2 separate regions of the Triticum aestivum genome follow, and region 1 is linked to region 2. The links are chromatin contacts, called in public Hi-C maps. All regions are on one chromosome and are shown on one strand. The core of a region is the stretch at or near the end of the contact, and the rest is flanking DNA. Distances in the headings are between cores, read along the strand shown.

Evidence for each region. Hi-C and Micro-C count contacts between places; a contact is called where the count stands out from the background.
Region 1: a contact with region 2 is called in a Hi-C map of leaf, with 4 times the contacts expected there. The contact joins the promoter of LOC123147479 here to the promoter of LOC123147476 in region 2. A contact is called at or near these places in 2 of 5 Hi-C or Micro-C datasets (both in leaf) and 1 of 1 datasets of contacts at active chromatin or transcription factors (leaf).

What each region holds. Positions count from the first base shown.
Region 1 is chr7A:447,779,063-447,786,307 of IWGSC CS RefSeq v2.1, reverse strand. It overlaps LOC123147479 (pre-mRNA-splicing factor SLU7), which reads left to right and starts at 5,779. Exons shown (of 9, transcript XM_044566737.1): 1 at 5,779-5,949; 2 at 6,199-6,362; 3 at 6,457-6,569; 4 at 6,751-7,161. The coding sequence starts at 5,934. LOC123147480 reads right to left here and starts at 5,672. Exons shown (of 10, transcript XM_044566738.1): 1 at 5,385-5,672; 2 at 5,193-5,289; 3 at 4,995-5,099; 4 at 4,813-4,890; 5 at 4,361-4,416; 6 at 3,906-3,963; 7 at 3,179-3,304; 8 at 2,949-3,044; 9 at 2,745-2,816; 10 at 2,191-2,584. The coding sequence starts at 5,515. The coding sequence ends at 2,522. LOC123147481 reads left to right here. Exons shown (of 5, transcript XM_044566740.1): 4 at 382-474; 5 at 686-1,036. The coding sequence ends at 763.
Region 2 is chr7A:447,345,786-447,352,868 of IWGSC CS RefSeq v2.1, reverse strand. It overlaps LOC123147476, which reads left to right and starts at 5,561. Exons shown (of 4, transcript XM_044566728.1): 1 at 5,561-6,131; 2 at 6,940-7,083. The coding sequence starts at 5,613.

The sequences.
Region 1 (7,245 bases), core at 4,530-7,029, 430 kb before region 2:
CACTTTGTAGTCTCATTAGTAAGTACCGTATGTACTTCCTTGCTTGTTTTGTTGCTTATGTCCACTTAAATAGCTCATACAACAAATTATACTCGCTATTTGAAGTAACATTTTACCACAGAAGGAGTAACATTATTTGAAGTAACAAATTAGGTGATCACCAACAAATTATGTCCACTTAAATAGCTCATGGAGTAACATTTCACCACAGAAGTAATTGGTGATCTGTGCCTTTAGTTAAAAGGCCATGCTATTATTAAGTCCATATGCATAACCTGGGAAGCACCATAATTTTCAGTTTAGTATATTCACTATTTTTCTGCTCTTCTGGTGATGCTTCTATCTCCTTTCAGTTATAACTTGTTTTAAATATATTTCTAGGTCTTGAATCAAATTGTATACGAGCTACCATCAGAGCATCCACTTGCTGAAACAAGACCGTTGCGAGAGCTCATAGGACACACACCTCCTCAGGTTTGATCTGTTGCTCCCTTATCAACCATGCTAAGGAAGATGAATGCCTAATTCTTCATGAACTAACACATGGTACTTGCACACAAGTGCATGAAGTGATAGTCCCTATCCCATCATATTTGCTTCTTACCTGATGAAAGTGCACGAAACCATGGGACACATTCAACATTCTTGGTGTCACATATGTATTTATTGACTTGTATCTTATCAGGTTTTTGCTGGCGCGGTGCTTGGATTTGCAGTAGCCACATTTACGGGGATGATGGCTGGGCTTGGTAATAGTGGTTGATTCTCTTGACCGGTGGATGCACGGTCTCCATAGCTTCAGCATTACTTGCATTGAAGTGTTAGAATACATACAAATTGGGTTTATGGTTTCAGGAGGCCAGCTTGTTCTAGATGATGCTTTTTGTATAGGTGTATTTACTTTGCTGCAATTCAGCTTCTCGAGAAAGAGAGAAACTGTCCCATTCTTTTGTAACTAACTGGCAAATAACCATTTTGTTATATTCTGATGTTGTTGATGTGAAATTTGGTAGCTATAAAGCATACCATTTAACTATTTCTTGGTTGTTTTTTTTTTTCCTTCCGAATCAGTTGGTTCTAATTGAATAGAAGTACAAGACAATCGGAACCCTTTGGTACTCCAAAGTTTTTTGGTTTGGTACACGTGTGACAGTTCTCTTGGTTGAAACCAGAGAGGGGCGAAAATCTGTTCAAAATTTCAAGTCTCAACGCAACTGTGTCAAACGCTTTGGTTATGTATTTCTTCAGTTAAGAACAGTGAAAAATTGAGCGCACTAGGCGTGCTTAAGCGCTTAGCAGAGGCCTGCCGCTTCGCCTTTAGGTAAGCGCTGGACGCCTAGGGTTAGTCAAAGGAGAGTGGGTGAGGGGAACAAAGGAGAGCAAGTCAGACCTTGCGCATCGGGCTTTCTTCCCCGACCTAGCGCTGTGGCTGGACCGTGAGTTCCCGTTCCCTGACCTCAGCGCTTAAGGTGTCATTGCACTAAGCAGAGGCACAACTTTTGCTCAGCGCCTAGGGCTTGAAAAAACACCTTGGTTAAGAATGAACTTTTGTTAGTGAGCGCTGGAAAACCGTTACTCCTACACAAAAGATGCTGGACATTGACTGTTTTATCTTTCCTTATCTAGTGGTTAACTGAGTAATTGCAAACTGTACGAATTTTGTGCAGCTTCCGATTTGGAGATGTGCTGCTTTGCACCGGTGTGTTTGGATCGCTACCGTGAGCTGCCCAGCCAATTTTTTGGCGTTGACCGCTGCATTGGTATCCGTGTGGTTGGGCTCCAAATTTTTGGCTTGCCAAAGCCCATTGGCGCTTTCCAGTTCACTCGATAGCCAATTCCAGGGCGAGATGCTGGCGGCCAAATCGGTCACCAATATTTTGGCGTGCCGATGGATTGGCAGGGCTGCTGTGGGCATCAACCAAACAACCTCGACCAGACTAGCTGCCACAAGCAGGTACTCCCTCCTTTCCATAATATAAAAGCGTTTTTGAGACCACACACGCTCTTATATTATGGAACAGAAGGGAGTACTCAATTATGACAAGCCTACAACTTCACTAGACTTGGTCAAAGTCAAAGAAGATAGACTTAGGACAAACCTAGAACTACAATTAACTTGGAACGGAGGGAGTACAATACAAAGTAAGCCATGTTTGCCGACAATACCAAAACAAACCACAAGCACAAGGCTTAAAAGGACCCATCAGTCTTCATACGGATAAGAATCAGATATGTTTTCAACTTCATACATTACGCCGCTAGATATGCACACAAAATATGTTCACCAGTCATCGCCTTTTGCACAGTAAGTTCCACAATTGTTCAAACAAAAGCAGGCACCCAAAATTCTCTACCTCAAATGCTGGCACAAGTACGTATATTTCAAAAATTTGTGTCCGCGTCTTGGCTTTTCCCTAATGTGGCACCACTACACAAGTGTGGAGTCTCTCACCGAAAGCTGCCCACCTCGTCCTAACATCCAAAGGTTTTCTAAGCCAGGATATAACTCCTCCAGTACTGTTTACCGGTAGTACGAAGCCGTGATGCACAGCAGAACAGAGGCAGCTGCTGTAACAATCAACTCCTGAAACAAATAATTACACACAATAATTTAAAACATCACAAGTGAGCATTAGATGATGTGATGCAGCCAAGGACGAAAAGTTAATCTAGCCAGCATGCATGTGCATGTTGTTGACATGGAACGCTACCCTCCATGAACATGTTACTGATGTTAACTATACCTGGTAGTAATAAACAATACGGGGAGTCTGCTGCCAAGATAACTCAACCAAGTTAAGAGCTATTGTATAACCCTGAAAAGAATATCAGACAGAATAGTCAGCCAAAATGCAAATAAAAACTACAAGCGGTCGTAGATAACATTGCAGCAGGAAAACCCAAGAAGAATCTAGCGGCAATGCATTGTGTAAGATAACACCACTGACCAGGGACGCAGCGAATACACATCCAAATATCAAACCCAAAGCGCGGAATACACGTTTTGCCATTCGTACCCCTCTTCCCTCAACCTCACCATACTCCTGCAGAAAGCACCAGAAAATGTGATTATGTTAAACTCCTGAATACATATAAAATGCACGCAGACAACAATGGTTCAACACCGTACAGTAATGTGCTAACTATAGGCTAGTAAGTGACTAGGAAATGGTCTCACATTATATATTGGAGTTATTGGTGGCTCAGTAACCCTCAGCTTCTGAAGTATTCTGTAGAAGAAAGCAAAACACAAGAACTGCAAAGGCTTCCAGTCTGCATTACCGATGATAGCAATGCAAACAACCTGCAATATAACTGAAATTAACATCTTTTGCAAAATAAAGATACACTTCTAGTCAACGAATAAATATCCATAAACATAATTTCATTTGCCCAAATAGATGCATTTGAACTTTGGGCACACAAGATGAGGAAAGTGTCAACACCTTAGTTTTTTATATGTTAGGCCTTAATAAATTGGCCAGGGAGACATAGGAGCATTTAGACAAAGACTTCGGTGAAGACATTCAGAGAGGCAATTCATAGCATTCAATACTTAAGAAGGGCATTTTAATGGAAACATTACCCGAAGAACACAAAATGAGAAGTATTGAACACCAGACTTTTAGGCTAATACGACATCTGCTTTTAACTAGGAGGATGGTGTAACTTCTTAACTGATAACAACACTAAATTAACATGCATGCAGAAATTTCAAATGCACGCTCAAGCATTACAACTTATCCTAAGTATATTTAGAGTTGGTAACTTTAAATCAATCTAATTTGTTATGAGAATAATCATATCGACGTGATAGTCACAATAACCAGAAAGTAGACACTGAAAAGCATAAAAACATGATAGTGAATAGACCAGTAATAGCTAGGAATGTGTTAAGATCATACAATTGCTGCTGATATTGCCATATTTATGCGCACATCCTGTACTGCTGATTTGGAGGGTCTGCAAGATGCATAAGTTTATCAATAGTATTAACTTCACATGCATGCTGCTGTTTAATTCAAATTACAAGTGCTTGGTGCACATATCCTTGTCACAAAAAAGTTGTGCTGCCCATACAGAATAAGAGTATTGGTCCTTGGTATCAAATTAAACGCATGAACATGGAGAAGGCTGAATTAAACAGGGCAATGCACGCTTGTGGGATAGGCCTGCTTATCATGCTGACTTGCTGAGTTAAAATTGTCCAGTAACATTCTCATGACGATGTTCATGGGTAATAAAGAGAATGAATTTGCCATTTTCATAACGTGTATCACAAAAATTAAGTGAACCCACAAAAATAATGTCGACGGAAAAAGGAAACAGAAATTCCTTATATTGAACTTTTTAAATGTACCTAGGTCCCCAAGGAACTATTGGTTGATTGTCAGCGTACTTGATATCCTTTGATACCTGACATTCAGAAAGTAAATGAGACAAGTAATGAAGAAAATCATATTAAGTGGAGAACATATCCTTTGATACCTGACATTCAGAAAGTAAATGAGACAAGTAATGAAGAAAATCATATTAAGTGGAGAACATTAGTAGGAAAGGACTTAGATGGTTTCAACCTACAAGTCTATCCATCTGTACATTTCCTAGGATATTTACAATGCAGTTATAACCGCACCGTACCTTTGACTGACAATGCCTTCTATAGGATATGTCTAGTTACTCCATTCTATCCTTCTACAAATAGGATATATCTAAAACATCTACATATGGAACAAATGCAATGTGAATCTTGTAATTTGTGAATGTCCCAATTATGAAAAATCAGTATCCATGCATGCCATAACAGCCAACCTGAACCGATCCATATGTGACCCCCTTCTTCCTATACTGCAGCTGCTGCATCATCACAGTGTCATACGCTTTCTCCAGCTGAAATCCCAATAGCTCCACCATTATTAGTGCACCACAACAAAACTAATAAGGCGTGCAAGCCAAAATCAAACAATCAGTCAATCTTCAATACAGCGCGTAACCTTGGCCAAGAAGTCCTCATCTCCTGTCTCCTCTGCTTCCTTGCGCTTCCTCTTGTATGCTAGCTTCATGTTGTCGAAGCTATCGAGTGGGGTAATGCCCAGAATCTAACACCGAAACAGCAGAAAATCAAAACACAGGTTCAGCAAGTGCACAATATTAGACAGAAATCTGGTCATGTAGCCCATTTCAGCGTCTACCTCATAAGAGCTCTCATCGTCGCTGAAGTCAGCGGCCCCTGCCGCCGCCGCATTCACGGCCACCCCGCATCTCCTCGGGGACGCCGACGCCAAGAGCCTTCAGTTCCCGGCAAAAATTAAAAGGATTTATCGCGTCCAGCCGTAAATCCTCAATAAAATACAGAGAAAAAGGGCGAGGTGGTACGGGATTACCGCAGCGACCGAGGGATGGCGGGCTGGCCGGCGCGACGGGGGAGCGGGAAGAAGGCGCGGCGCGATAGGGGAGAGACGAGCGCCGGGGCGAACACGGCCGGTGCGGCAGCGGTCGCCGTCGCGGCCGCCATTGGGAGTGGCCGGTTTTGGTGCGTAGGGTTTCAGAGCCTGTGCGCGACGCGACGGCGAGGGGACGGCGAAGCAGCCGGCGAGTCCTATCTGTGTGGGTCGTTGCGGAAGGTGGGGTTGGGGCGCCGCAGTTGGGCCTTTGTGGGCTCTTCCCTAGCCCCGAACGAGCCGGGATGGATTACTGGGCTTTGACGGTCCACGTTTCTCACTATGGCGGTAACCACCGTGGGCTCCCGGCTTCCGAGTCGGACCATTGCGGGTTAGCCGCCACGCATAATAACTGGCACCGCAAAGAAAAGAAAAAAAATCCTCCAAATTCGTTTGGGTGCGTTCCTCTCTTTCCTCGTCGTCTCTCGTTATCTCGGCGCCGTTCGTCGCCGCCGCCGCGTAGCGCCGGCGAGACTAGAAGAGGCAGGCGCCATGGCGACCGCTTCAGGTGAGTCGATCTTCCCGAAACCCTAACCCTATTTCGGTTCTCGCCGGTGCGGATTTCGCATCGTGAACCGCGCGGACTCTCTCCGATTTTAGATCCGGGGACATATTCTGCGGCATAATCGGTTTCGATTCGAAGGGAATTAGGGTTTCGCTGGGAGCCGCGAGGGCTTTTCGTTGCCTAATTTCTGATCGGGGTGTCGGATTACCGTCGACAGTTATCTTAGCTGTGTGATTTTTGCGTTTATGGCAGTATCGTTCAAGTCTCGTGAGGACCACCGGAAGCAGCTCGAGCTTGAGGAGGCGCGTAAGGCGGGGCTCGCCCCTGCCGAAGTCGACGAGGATGGAAACGAGATTAACCCTCACATCCCGCAGTATATGTCCTCGGCCCCATGGTATCTCAACGCCGAGAAGCCGGTAAGTTGTTTTGTGCCCTATTAAAATTCTAGTTTTTGCGGTGTGGGATGATTTGGTTAGTGGATCCCTGATTTGTTGGTTGGATGGGTTTCAGAGTTTGAAGCATCAGCGGAAATGGAAGTCGGATCCGAATTACACAAAAGCGTGGTACGATAGGGGTGCCAGGCTTTTCCAGGCCAACAAATACAGAAAAGGCGCTTGCGAAAAGTAAGTGCGGTGTTCATCTCATGCTGCTAGTTTTCGTCCAGCACTGATGCTCATCGTTATGTGGATTTTCTTGTTAGTCCTTACCGCGACTTCATAATGAAGTCCTAAAGTACTTAGCATGAATGTTCTTTGGACTCTGTAGTGAAGCATTTCTTACAGATAATGTCTCTTGATATTTCAGCTGTGGAGCCATGACTCACAATAAGAAGGCATGCATGGATCGACCTCGGAATGTTGGAGCTAAATATACCAATATGAATATAGCACCAGATGAGAAAGTCGAGTCGTTTGAGCTTGATTATGATGGCAAGCGTGACCGTTGGAATGGTTATGACACATCAACCTACACTCGTGTTATCCAAGATTATGAAGCTAGAGAAGAGGCCAGGAAAAAGTTCCTGAAAGAACAACAGCTCAAGAAGCTCGAGGAGAAGGATGGTGAGCAGGATGGTGAGAATGTGGGCAGTGAAGAGGATGAAGAAGATGGCCTGAAGATAGATGAGGCTAAAGTTGATGAGAGCGCTCAAATGGATTTTGCTAAGGTAGAGAAGCGTGTGCGCACAACAGGCGGTGGAAGCACTGGAACTGTTAGGTATGTCCTTGTTGGAAACAAATGTTGTCCCTTCAAAATTCTAGATTATATTAGGTCATGTGAACCTGAGATGTATGAAGAATC
Region 2 (7,083 bases), core at 4,312-6,811:
GACTGAAAAGCCTCATTTTCAGTAAGATGGAACAAGATAGCAACTTGTTGGAAGTAACACATTTTGATGTGTGCAGTCGAATGAGTGCTGAGGCATGCAGTGAATATCATTATGTTCTTACTTCACAGATGATTCGAGTAAATGTTGAGTATATTTACTTGATGAAACACAAGTCTGAATTATTGAATGGTTCAAGTAATTTCAGAGTGAAGTAGCAGATCATTGTGACAAGAGGATAAAATGTCTATGATATGATCATAGAGATGAATATCTGAGTTACGAGTTTTGGCACACAATTAAGACATTGTGGAAATTGTTTCGCAATTAATACCGCCTGGAACACCATAATGTGATGGTGTGTCCGAACATCATAGTTGCACCCTATTGGATATGGTGCGTACCATGATGTCTCTTATCGAATTACCACTATCGTTCATGGGTTAGGCATTAGAGACAACCACATTCACTTTAAATAGGGCACCACGTAATTCCGATGAGATGACACCGTATGAATTATGGTTTAGAGAAACCTAAGTTGTCGTTTCTTAAAAGTTTGGGGCTGCGACGCTTATATGAAAAAGTTTCAGGTTGATAAGCTCGAACCCAAAGCGGATAAAATGCATCTTCATAGGAAACCCAAAACAGTTGGGTATACCTCCTAATTCAGATCCGAAAGCAATATGGATTGTTTCTAGAATCGGGTCCTTTCTCGAGGAAAAGTTTCTCTCGAAAGAATTGAGTGGGAGGATGGTGGAGACTTGATGAGGTTATTGAACCGTCTCTTCAACTAGTGTGTGACAGGGCACAGGGAGTTGTTCCTGTGGCACCTACACCAATTGAAGTGGAAGCTTATGATATTGATCATGAAACTTCGGATCAAGTCACTCCCAAACCTCGTAGGATGACAAGGATGCGTACTACTTCAGAGTGGTACGTAATCCTGTCTTGAAGGTCATGTTGCTAGACAACAATGAACCTACGAGCTATGGAGAAGCGATGGTGGGCCCGGATTCCGATAAATGGCTTGAGGCCATAAAATCCGAGAGAGGATCCATGTATGAAAACAAAGTGTAGACTTTGGCAGAACGGCTCGATGGTCGTAAGGCTAATGAGTACAGATGGATTTCAAAAGGAAGACGGACAATGATGGTAAATGTCACCATTAAGAAAGCTCGACTTGTCGTTAAGATGTTTTCCGACAAGTTCAAGGAGTTGACTACGATGAGATTTTCTCACTCGTAGCGATGCTAAGAGTCTGTTGGAATTATATTAGCGATTACTGCATTATTTATGAAATCTTGCAGATAGGATGTCAAAACATTGTTTCCTCGACGATTTTAATGAGGAAAGGTTGTATGTGATACAACCGGAAGGTTTTGTCAATCCCGAAAGATGCTAATAAGTATGCAAAGCTCCAGCAATCCTTCTAAGGACTGGAGTGAGCATCTCGGAGTTGGAATGTATGCTTTGATGATGATCAAAAATTTTGGGTTTGTACAAAGTTTATGAGAAACTTGTATTTCCAAAGAAGTGAGTGGGAGCACTATAGAATTTCTGATGAGTATATGTTGTTGACATATTGTTGATCAGAAATGACGTAGAATTTCTGGAAAGCATATAGGGTTATTTTGAAAGTGTTTTTCAATGGAAAGCCTGGATTAAGCTACTTGAACATTGAGCATCAAGATCTATAAGGATAGATCAAAATGCTTAATAATACTTTCAAATGAGCACATACCTTGACATGATCTTGAAGGTGTTCAAGATGGACCAGTCAAAGAAGGAGTTCTTGCCTGAGTTGTAAGGTACGAAGTTAAGACTTAAAGCTCGACCACGGCAGAATAGAGAGAAAGGACGAAGGTCGTCCCCTATGCTTAAGACGTAGGCTCTTCAGTATGCTATGCTGTGTACCGCACCTGAAGTGTGCCTTGCCATGAGTCAGTCAAGGGGTACAAGAGTGATCCAAGAATGGCTCACAGGACAGCGGTCAAAGTTATCCTTAGTAACTAGTGGACTAAGGAATTTTCTCGATTATGGAGGTGGTAAAAGAGTTCGTCGTAAAGGTTACGACGATGCAAGCTTGACACCTATCCGGATAGCTCTGAGTAGAGAGACCGGATACATATAATGGAGCAATAATTTAGAATAGCTCCAAGTAGAACAGTTGTTTGGAATAGCTCCAAATAGAGCGTGGTAGCTGCATCTAGGAGATGACATAGAGATTTGTAAAGCACACACGGATCTGAAAGGTTCAGACCCGTTGACTAAAACCTCTCTCACAAGCAACATGATCAAACATAAAACTCATTGAGTGTTAATCACATAGTGATGTGAACTAGACTACTGACTCTAGTAAACTCTTGGGTATTAGTCACATGGCGATGTGACCTGTGAGTGTTAATCACATGGCGATGTGAACTAGATTATTGACTCTAGTGCAAGTGGGAGACTGTTGGAAATATGCCCTAGAGGCAATAATAAAAGTATTATTATTATATTTCCTTGTTCATGATAATTGTCTTTTATTCATGCTATAACTGTATTATCCGGAAATCGTAATACACGTGTGAATACATAGACCACAATATGTCCCTAGTGAGCCTCTAGTTGACTAGCTCGTTGTGATCAACAGATAGTCATGGTTTCCTGGCTATGGACATTGGATGTCGTTGATAACGGGATCACATCATTAGGAGAATGATGTGATGGACAAGACCCAATCCTAAGCATAGCACAAAGATCGTGTAGTTCGTTTGCTAGAGCTTTGCCAATGTCAAGTATCTCTTCCTTTGACCATGAGATCGTGTAACTCCTGGATACCGTAGGAGTGCTTTGGGTGTATCAAACGTCACAACGTAACTGGGTGACTATAAAGGTGCACTACAGGTATCTCCGAAAGTATCTATTGTTTTATGCGGATCGAGACTGGGATTTGTCACTCCGTGTAAACGGAGAGGTATCTCTGGGCCCACTCGGTAGGACATCATCATATGCGCAATGTGACCAAGGAGTTGATCACGGGATGATGTGTTACGGAACGAGTAAAGTGACTTGCCGGTAACGAGATTGAACAAGGTATTGGATACCGACGATCGAATCTCGGGCAAGTAACATACCGATAGACAAAGGGAATTGAATACGGGATCGATTGAGTCCTTGACATCGTGGTTCATCCGATGAGATCATCGTGGAACATGTGGGAGCCAACATGGGTATCCAGATCCCGCTGTTGGTTATTGACCGGAGAACGTCTCGGTCATGTCTGCATGTCTCCCGAACCCGTAGGGTCTACACACTTAAGGTTCGATGACGCTAGGGTTATAAAGGAAGCTTGTATGTGGTTACCGAATGTTGTTCGGAGTCCCGGATGAGATCCCGGACGTCACGAGGAGTTCCGGAATGGTCCGGAGGTAAAGATTTATATATAGGAAGTCCTGTTTCGGCCATCGGGACAAGTTTCGGGGTCATCGGTATTGTACCGGGACCACCGGAAGGGTCCCGGGGGCCCACCGGGTGGGGCCACCTGCCCCGGGGGGCCACATGGGCTGTAGGGGGTGCGCCTTGGCCTACATGGGCCAAGGGCACCAGCCCCAAGAGGCCCATGCGCCTAGGGAACCCTAGAGGGAAGAGTCCTCAAGGGGGAAGGCACCTCCGAGGTGCCTTGGGGAGGATGGACTCCTCCCCCCCTCTTGGCCGCCGCACCAGATGCCATCTGGAGGCTGGCCGCCGCCCCTTGGGGTGGGAAACCCTAAAGGGGGCGCAGCCCTCCCCTTCCCCTATATATATGAGGCCTAGGGGCTGCCCATAACACGCGATTTGATCTCTCGTTGGTGCAGCCCTGCCCCTCTCCCTCCTCCTCCTCTCCCATGGTGCTTGGCGAAGCCCTGCGGGATTGCCACGCTCCTCCATCACCACCACGCCGTTGTGCTGCTGTTGGATGGAGTCTTCCTCAACCTCTCCCTCTCTCCTTGCTGGATCAAGGCGTGGGAGACGTCACCGGGCTGTACGTGTGTTGAACGCGGAGGTGCCGTGCGTTCGGCACTTGATCATCGGTGATTTGAATCACGACGAGTACGACTCCATCAACCCCGTTCACTTGAACGCTTCCGCTTAGCGATCTACAAGGGTATGTAGATGCACTCTCCTTCTACTCGTAGCTGGTTTCTCCATAGATAGATCTTGGTGACGCGTAGGAAAATTTTTGAATTTCTGCTACGTTCCCCAACAGAGTTTGCCCTAGCAATCAATTGTTAGGGAAGTGCAACGAGAATGCAACGGAATTTTATGATTTATATGTCACAAAAATTACATGATTAGAATCTTCTTTCGAATAAAAATTCAACCATAGACTTTTTATAGCATACTATAAGGGGCGTGCTACACGTCGGTCGGCGAAATCCGCCACCCGTCCGATTTGTTGATGCAGCATGTCCATATCGTTCCTCTTGCAACAAGACCTTTGTTGCAAAACCTTCACTTCTCTAATTTTCTATAACACAATCCTTATTGTAAAACCTTCTCTTCTCTAATTTCCTGACAAGACTCATGTTGCGCAAACATCTTTTTCTCTAATTTTCTGCAACAGTACTCTTATTGTAGAAGTTGTAAACTCATATCCGACACATCTAATTTTCTGCAACAAGACCTATGTTGCAAAAATTGCAACAACATCTCCGGTCGTGTCTCGCACTTGCACAGTCGTCGTCCGCTGCCACCATTCTACAACACCACCGCTGTTGCAGAGATGAGATGAGAAAGAGAGATGTGCTCATGTAGACCACGTGTTGAGCAAGGGAGGTGGCGGACGCCCTACGCTAGATCGGCCGACTGATTAAAATCATTTTCCATAATATAAATCATATGTTGTTAGTTATATACTCCCTCTGTTCATGAATAAGTACTTCTACCTTTTGTGTTAAGTCAAATATTTTTAATTTTGATCAACTTTAGAAAAAAGCAGTAGCATATATGAAATCAAATTGACATATTATGAAAGTACATTTTAAAATGAATTTAGTGATACTAATTTAGTGTCATGTTGTTATTTTTTTCTATAAAGTTGATGCAGATATACATTTATTCGTGGACGGATGGAGTAAATAGTTAAAATTTGATTCAAAGTACGAAGGAGTCTAATAAACCCGGAGACGGCGAAAGTACAATATAAAAAATGCGTATTCCTCTGAGATTTTAGGTAGTTTTGTAAAATAAAATTCGATTTTGCTCCCTGTCCGTGAGGCTACGAACCGTAGCCAGCCATGTGGAACCTTTCTGGCATCCTTCACACGCAAATCGAAAGGCACCTTGCAAAGGCACCTACACCGTCCTGGGATCCCCGCCACGTGTCCCTTCACTTCCCCGGCGTCGCACGCAACACCGGAGATACCCAAAGCACAGATCTCTTCGCTCCCTCGCCACTCCAACCTGCTCCCCCACCGTTCTGTAAAAAAAAAACACCTGCCCCCCACCGACATGTGGGCTCGCCGCTCACCAGTGCGGCCCCACGTGCCCCCGAGCAGAATAAAAGGGCCCACTTCCTCGTCCCCGCCTTCCAACCGCCGGCATTTTACACCTGTGCGGCGTACCCCTCCTTCCTCCCCTTTCCCGCCCTCATGGCCAACGGCGACCGCCTCGCCGGAGCACCGTCCCCGCCGCCTATGCCGCCGCCGCTGCCTCCGTCACTAAGCAGGCCGCCGAATCGGCCACTGTCGGAGAACCACCTGGCGATCTCCGTGCCGCTGCTCTCGCTCGCCGGCTCCGGCGCCGACGCAGACGCGCCGCTGGCGCGGTGGCTCCGGCGGCTCGAGGCGTTCCTCGCGGTGTCGGGGCTCTCTGCCTCGACCCCTCTCGGCGTGGCCTTCGCGGCGTCCGCGCTGGCGGTGGTGGGCGTCGCGCTGCCCGCGATGGCCGTGAGCCTCTCCCCATGCCGCAAGCACGAGCGGGTCTGCGACGACTTCGAGGTTGAGATGTTCGAGGTGTGCGTCATGATGTCGCAGGCGGCGGCCGCGGCCGTCGCCGTCGCCTGCGTGTCGCGGAAGATGGCCATGTACGGCCTCCGCAAGTTCCTCTTCGTTGACCCGGAGCTTGGCATGCGGATCCGCTTCCAGAAGGAGTACGTCGTCAGGATCCAGGTGCTGTCTCGCAGAGCTCAATTTTGGCGTGTGCTTCCATGACTTGCGGACGAATGCCTAGTAGTAACTTTTCCATATGGCCCGTTGATTGGGGGAATTTTTGTGAGAGCTTTGGTATCCTGATTTAGCTGTGAAATGAGGCAAGGAACTTGTCTGGATTCATCTTCAAAGCGAGCAGCCGGATGAATTTCTTGTTATACTGACTAGTAGATGATCAAGTGCAACCGTGCTCCGCGCCATTTTGTCGAAACATAGTGCAACTGAATGATAAATTAAGTGAAATCAGGGAGCATATGATTGCTTTGCGTTGTGCATGGATTTAGGAAGAAACAATACATTGGGAGTCTTGAGACTGTGGATGTAAGATGGTGCTTAGATTCAGGAGGTTTCCTTGTTGCAGCCCATCTGCTAACCTACTGAAAATCTGAAACCTCCTGTCTGGATCCTTTTTTTAATATATATTTCTGCCGCCCTGGATTCATGGGCCTGTCCTTACTTGAGGGTGGGTCGAGGTGATCGATTCTCGGTTATATATGTTGTAGTATATGCATGTCAGCATGTGCCTGCTTGTGTCCGCATGTGAGCGGGGCCATGGGTGTGTTGCAGTCATGCACTGGCAGGTTTGTGTTTGTGCCACATGTCTGTTTGATTAGTCTCTACTAGTCATAGGTTTAGTTATTTCTAGTGGAAATTTGAATTATGAAATTCCGTGACTAGGACTGCAAACATTATTCATTCATCACTCATAATGTGTATGAGTTTTGTCATTCGATTTTTGTGTTGACAAGTGCTGCGACCCCAATGACAGGACTTCTTCCGAACACTTATGTGGTGGATATTGCCATGCCTTGCTGTGAAGGTCACTCGAGAGATGTTCCGCTTTTCCCACATGTTCCATCAGTCAATTTGGAGGTCATGCATTGTGCTATTTGCTTCCATCATGTCATGGATG